Regions from separate parts of the Mus musculus genome. Here region 2 is linked to region 1. Evidence: chromatin contacts called from public HiChIP or PLAC-seq data. All regions are on one chromosome and are shown on one strand. Each heading gives the region's core, a stretch centred on a gene start, on an enhancer-like site or on the middle of the called end of the contact. The rest is flanking DNA. Distances are from core to core; before and after follow the strand shown. Region 1 holds the start of Fam25c (family with sequence similarity 25, member C). Region 2 has its middle 7.8 kb from the start of Opn4.

What was found. HiChIP or PLAC-seq counts read pairs in DNA pulled down with a chosen protein or histone mark.
Region 2: an H3K27ac HiChIP or PLAC-seq map of embryonic stem cells shows a contact between it and region 1, with 6 read pairs. The contact joins the enhancer-like site here to the promoter of Fam25c in region 1. A contact is called at or near these places in 12 of 39 promoter capture datasets (the 3T3-L1 cell line, 3T3-L1-derived adipocytes, the C10 cell line and 7 more), 4 of 115 datasets of contacts at active chromatin or transcription factors (embryonic stem cells and epiblast stem cells) and 1 of 9 other capture datasets (pancreatic islet).

What each region holds. Positions count from the first base shown.
Region 1 is chr14:34,353,486-34,356,698 of GRCm38.p6, forward strand. It overlaps Fam25c (family with sequence similarity 25, member C), which reads right to left and starts at 1,908. Exons shown (of 3, transcript NM_183278.2): 1 at 1,801-1,908; 2 at 213-275. The coding sequence starts at 1,873.
Region 2 is chr14:34,606,475-34,609,506 of GRCm38.p6, forward strand. No RefSeq gene overlaps it. Among named protein-coding and RNA genes, the nearest start is that of Opn4, 7.8 kb to the left of the region's middle. Within about 2 kb of position 1,392, at least 20 of the 459 cell types and tissues checked have an H3K27ac peak or open chromatin away from gene starts, as enhancers often do. A contact at or near this core is called in embryonic stem cells and trophoblast stem cells, where this site is marked.

The sequences.
Region 1 (3,213 bases), core at 658-3,157:
AAGGCTAGCACAAGGGCTTCCTCCCTCCCTCCCTGGCTCCCTGCCTGCCTACTTCATTCTCTCCCTCCCTACTTCTGTTCCCATTCTGGGGACTCAACCACTTAGGTAAGTACTCTACTGTAGACCTACATGCAGCCCTCTGTCCTTTCCTTCCCCGCTTCTCTCCTTCTTACATGCTCCCATCTCCCATCTCCAAGCAACCTCAGCCTTACCCTTCTCTCCAACCTCCTTGGCGTGGCCCACCACCTCGCTCACCACCTCTTCCACTGCGTGAACTGGAAAGAGAGGACAAATTCAGAGTGAAGGTATATGTAAGCCCGCTTCCCTCATGATGGCCTGGGTGCCTCTAGACAATAAGACTCTGGCATGCTACCCCCAGTCATGACAGACAACTTAAAAGAACCCCTAGCTGCCTCTCTTCATAGCCCCTCAAGACCCCTGGCTGCTGGAGATGTACAAAGCCCTCCATGCCCCTCCCCTCAGCCAGGAAAGGCATGGATACCTAGAACAGCCAGCCTCTGCCAACTGGAGGCCTGAGCCAAAGTAGGTTTGATGGTCAATTAGTTAGCTAGCTAGCTAGTTTGTTAGCTAGGAAGAGCTGGCTGTCCTGCTTCAGCCACACCTGGACACCCTCAGAGAAGCTAAGCTCCTCAAGGCAGCCCTTCCTGGAAGAGGATACCCCTAATTACCTCCAGGTTCTGGGAGGTTTTGTGGGAGCTTGAACCCAAATTTCAGATCCAGAACTGCTTCTAATACCACCTTCCTCTGCTGTGTCCCTCACAACTAAGAAGGCTGAAGGAATAAGAAGTGTCAGGGGCTGGAGAAATGGCTCAGCAGTTAAGAGCACTGGCTGCTCTTTCCAGAAGTCCCGAGTTCAATTCCCTGCAACCACATGGTGGCTCACAACCATCTGTAATGGGATCTGATGCCGTCTTCTGATGTGCCTGAAGACAGCTACAGTGCACTCATATACATAAAATAAATAATCTTAAAAAAAAAAAAAACAGAAGAAGAAGAGGGTCAGATCCAGCTGCTGGGCTAAGAATGAAGTAAGTGCTGATGTGTCTGCTGCAGCCATGTCCAAAGAGACTGCCAACTTGACTCAGGTGTTTATCTGTGTCCTGAAGTAGGAGTCATACGACCATGTACCAGGAGGCCTTGGCCGGCAGAACCCTGTTCTAGGTTCTTGGAAGAAATGGAAACGTCCTTTTAGACTTTGAGCAGGATCAGCCTCCATGGTTTCATAATAAAAGAACCTTTGAAGCTTTAAAGCATGGTGAAAATGAAAATCCACCCTCCTAGATTTTTGCATAAACTGATCAAACTAGGCAGGAGTTTTGTTTCGTTTTGCTTTAGGGTTCTTGCAAAAATCCAGGACCTTGCATAGACAAATGTTCCACCACCGAGCTACAACCTCAGGCCCTGAAATAAGCAATACTGACATAAAAGGCACTCTAGGCTTCCAGAAAGAAGGACCCAAGCCACCGGTTCCTGCTGGCCTCCTGGATCCCACCCCCACCCCCCACCCCTGGGGTTGGCCTCCTCCTGACCTCCAAGCAAGTTCAGCCTGGGTCATGAAGCAAATCCCTAGTGGGAAGGCTGTGACTCTTTTCTGAGCAACTACCCCAGCCTCTGTGCCTCTGACTTTGCTATCTCCTGGTGGGGCCAGCAGGTCAAGTTTCCTGATGGCCCTTAGCCTACCCAAACACCCTTGCCTGCCTGCTGGAATCAGCTCTCAACAGACCCAGAGGGAGGAGTCTGCTGCCAACTTCTGGGCAGATAGAAAGCCCAGGCCCTTACCTGCTCCCTCAGTGGCTTTCTCTGTGCGGTGGGCCAGGCCCTCGGCCGCCAGCTTCCCCAGGCCTCCCAGCATCGTATGGCAGCAGACAGTGACAGGTAAAGCTTGCTCCTCAGACTGGAAGAGCGTGCTTTTTATATATGCCTACCACAGCCTGCCAGGCTCCAGGGCACCAAGCCCTTACCTAGCCAGTAGTAGGCTGAGCAGATGAGTCAGGTCAGAGCCTGGGTGGGGCTACCCCAGTACTGTGCACAAGCCTTCTTTCAATGAGCCCCCACCCACTACCCCCTCTTCAAGGACCCTGTGAAGCAGAGATAAAAGGCAGAACCAGAGAGGTCATCTCTGAACAGGTCTGGTCTCCAGGGCAAGGAGCTCAAATGTTCTTCGAGAAGATAGCACTTGGGAACAATAGTTCTGCCAGGTCCTAGCTGGGATCTAGGCTCTCTAAATCTGGGCACTGCTGTGTGCATGATGTCAAGACCTCTGGGGTGCCTGTCAAGAGTCCTGTCTGTGGCCTAGTCAGCCTTCTAAAGCCTAGCACCAAAGCACCCCTGAGGCCAGACACAAGTGGTCCCATTGCCAAGGACCCTGCCCCAGCAGAACAGCCAAGTAGTCGCCCCTAGACAGGGGGCTCAGAGTGTTGCCTGACCGTCTGGAGGGCACAGCATTGACCCATGTGGTCATCCTGGCTCAGTCAGCTGATTTTCTCTCATCTTAGCTCCCGGGTTACCCAGGACTGGGGCAGCCAGCACATGGGGACATGCTGGCCGCTTTGTACCCTGGGGCGGGGGGGGGCAGCTTCTAGGGAAATCTGTGAGTTTAACCGTAGCCACTTCACTTCCCATATCCTAGACAATGAGGCAGAAGACCCCATCGCCACTTGTCTTAACTAGAATTCCCCCTAGGAGCAGTTCTACAGTTTCCTGGTGTGTCGGATACAGAGGGTCAGGGTGCCTCCCTCATTACTCAGGATAGGCAGAGATTCCTCAAGCCACATTCCACATATTACCTCCCTTAATCACTAGTTCAAACAAAGCCTCAGTTTCTCCATCTATAAAATGGGATAGCTATGTCTTCCTGGCTGTGTCATTGATAGTCAGTGGGTCAAGTACACAGGTTCTTGCAAATACCTGTTCCCTCCTGCTCATCCAAGAAATTCCTCTAGACAGTAGGCCCTGCTCACTACGGCAGGGGACCAAGGCGCAGCTGGGATGTTAGACCCCTTGATGCTAAAGAGATGAGGGATATGGACTCCATTGACCTAGGGCCAGGGCCAGAAGGTCATCCAATGTCCCTATTTACATAATCTAGACTATGGCTAACATCTCTTCCCTGTTGAAGCCTCTCTCATCCCTCAAACCTGCCCTGCTAGGTATGACACGACTTAATTAGTGTTTACCAGACGAAGGGCCCTC
Region 2 (3,032 bases), core at 142-2,641, 250 kb after region 1:
AGACAACATTCCTAGGGCTAGGCAAGAATGTGGGTTAAAAACGTTTGCAGTACAAGTCTGACGACCAGAGTTTGATCCCTAGAAGTCAGAGGGAAGGTGGGAAGTGAGTCCTTAGATTTGTCATCCGACCTCTACATGTGCACCATGACACAGGTGCACCCACACTTACACAGGCACATCGTATATAAACACACACATACACAAATAATATATGAAGGAAAGCCGGGCGGTGGTGGCACACGCCTTTAATCCCAGCACTTGGGAGGCAGAGGCAGGTGGAGTTCTGAGTTCGAGGTCAGCCTGGTTTGGAAAGTGAGTTCCAGAACAGCCAGGGCTACACAGAAAAACCCTGTCTCAAAAAAACAAAAAACAAAACCCACCTATACACACACACACACACACACACACACACACACACACACACCCATGCTTATAAATATATATATATATATATATATATATTGTGTGTATATATATGTGTATATATATATATATATATACACACACACATATACACACACAACACACACACACATATATGTATATATATGTATACATAAACACATACACATATATATTCTGGAAGTGGGGCATGGTGGGAGGAGCTTGTGATCCGGCAATGCGATCAGAAGCTAAGGCCTAGGCTATACTGAGTTTGTCGCATGGGCTTCAGGAAAAGCTGTCTCTAAAAAAAAAACAAACAAAACCAACGACAACACTAAAGCTCTGGAGCTGTGTGCGGTGGTGTACATCTATACACCCAACACTCCGACGCTGAGGCAGGAGGATCTGGACCCGAGAAGCCAGCTGGGCTACTTAGATCTGGTTTCGAAAAGACAAAAATGAAAACAAGATAAAACATCCCCGAAAAGGTCCGCATTCATCCCTTAGGGCTTCAAGGAGGCCGCTGACACGGTTCTGAGCCTTGCAGCCAAAAATAAAGGGTGTCAGGAGTAGAGGGGTAAAAGGTGGCTGGCTCGGCTGAGGCTTCCCCTGAGATCTCCACCCATTGCCTGGGGGTCCTCAGATCAGCTTCCCCTGCCTGCTGGGGAGATGCCTGGACTCGCCTGGTCCTCAGAGGCTGTCTGCACGCCTGAGCCCTGGCGTCTGCCTTACTACCTGCCTTCCCACACATCCTGGCATGCAGCTGGAAGAGGCGAAAAGCAACCTGCGTGGGCGGGGAATCTTTGTGAGGGTCTGGCCACCCTGAGACCAACGAGATGCAGTGTCTTGCAGTCCCCGATGCAGAGACTGATGGCGATCTGAACTTGGTACTGTGCCTCTCTTCAGGGACAGGGTGTGAAAGGCAGGGCATGGCACTGGACGGAGGACAACCACTAAATACAGTGGAACCGCTAATGCCTGTGGCTGCCCCTCCCTGGAGAGAGGGAAGGGATGGAGACCAGGGTTAGGCCCTGAAATCAGGCTTCAGAATGCGAAGCTCACAGCCCAACCCATCCTGCCCTCTGCACTTCCCACGTTGCAAGTCTGTGGTTCCCGCTAGGAACCTTTGCTTTTCTCTGATTATTAGAAAGGCTTCAGGCATCACGGTTCTGCTAGCAAAGACTGCACACTTTCTCTCCTAGGTCCTGGGATTTCACATCAAAAGAACAGTCACTCAGCTGACCCTTATCCCACAGATACTGCTGGGGACTTTGTATCCCCAGCAGGGGCAGGGATGAGTCACCTCCCTGAGGGGTGGGTGGGGGTAGGGAGTGAACTCCTGATTGATTTTGTAGAATTTGTTTTCATGATCTAAGACATAAACACATCCTTTAGAAATGAAACGTTTCTGTGAAAACTGTTCCCTGCCCATTGCCCCTGCCTTATAGTCCCACCTCCTGGAACAGCTCCCAAGCCTTCACTCTCTTCCGCTGGCAATTGCCCTGTTTGTACGCAAGGGCTTAGAACGCCAAATCTGGGTTTGGAATTTGTGGAAAGGGATTTTTCTTGTTGTCAGCTAAACCCCCAAAGAAGTAGCTGCGAGGCTTAGCGGTACCAGCATTCTGGGAGGAATATCACTAAGGTGCTGTATAGCCTCCCAAAGCATCAAAGGAGGTCAAACTTGCTTGGGTTTGGTCCAAACCCATCATCCATTCAGCTCCAACTGTCTAGAAGCCTACATAGGTGCTTTTCTTCCCATGAGTGTTCCTCTGAAATAAAAACCAATTCCTTATGACTAGCGAAGTATCTGAATTGGTGGAGTGCATACCTAACCCTAGGTTCAATCTATAGCATCACACACACACACACACACACACACACACAGTATGATGGCATATGCCTGTAATCCCAAGTGCAGAATAACAGTAAGTTCCAGGTCATCCTAGACTCAGTATGAAATTCAAGGCTTGCCTGAGCTAATGGAGACCTGTCTCTTAAAAAGGAAAATTACAATTCTTTGATATGTAGACCACTGACTTGGTCCACCAGCCAGACTGTACCAGCCAGCCTTTGCATTACTAAGTGGGACACCTGAGGGAGATCATTTTATAAAAAGCAAAGGTTTGGGGGAAGATCAAGGGCCTGCATTAGTCTTGTCAAAGCAGCTCCTGGCTGTGTTATCAGAATGGAGGCTCGCATTCATGGGAGGGCTTACACTACCGAACAAGAAGACAGAGATACTGGGGTGCCACAGTCCTAGCTCCTCAGTGACCTAAGGATTTTCCATCAGCCCTTTCCTAAAGTGGCTTCCAAGTGAGCCACCCTAAAGACCAAACCTTCAACTACAATAGATCCTTGAAAAACAAGATTAAGTCAAATCCACAGCATAACATACCACTACAATGAACTACAATGAATAGCATCGAGTGATAACCAAAGCTTTAAGCAAGGCTGCCAAGAGGCTCACAGCCAGAACTCATCCAGGTGTTTTTCTAGTTTCAGAACATACAGATGTAATAGATGAGCTCATTTGTCCCAGGGCACCCCTTAACATAAAGAATAAGTCTATTCCCCAAGAAGTGGTGGCCACACCTGTAAAGCAGAGATAAGTGGATCTCTGAGTTCGAGACCAGCCTGGCCTACAAAAT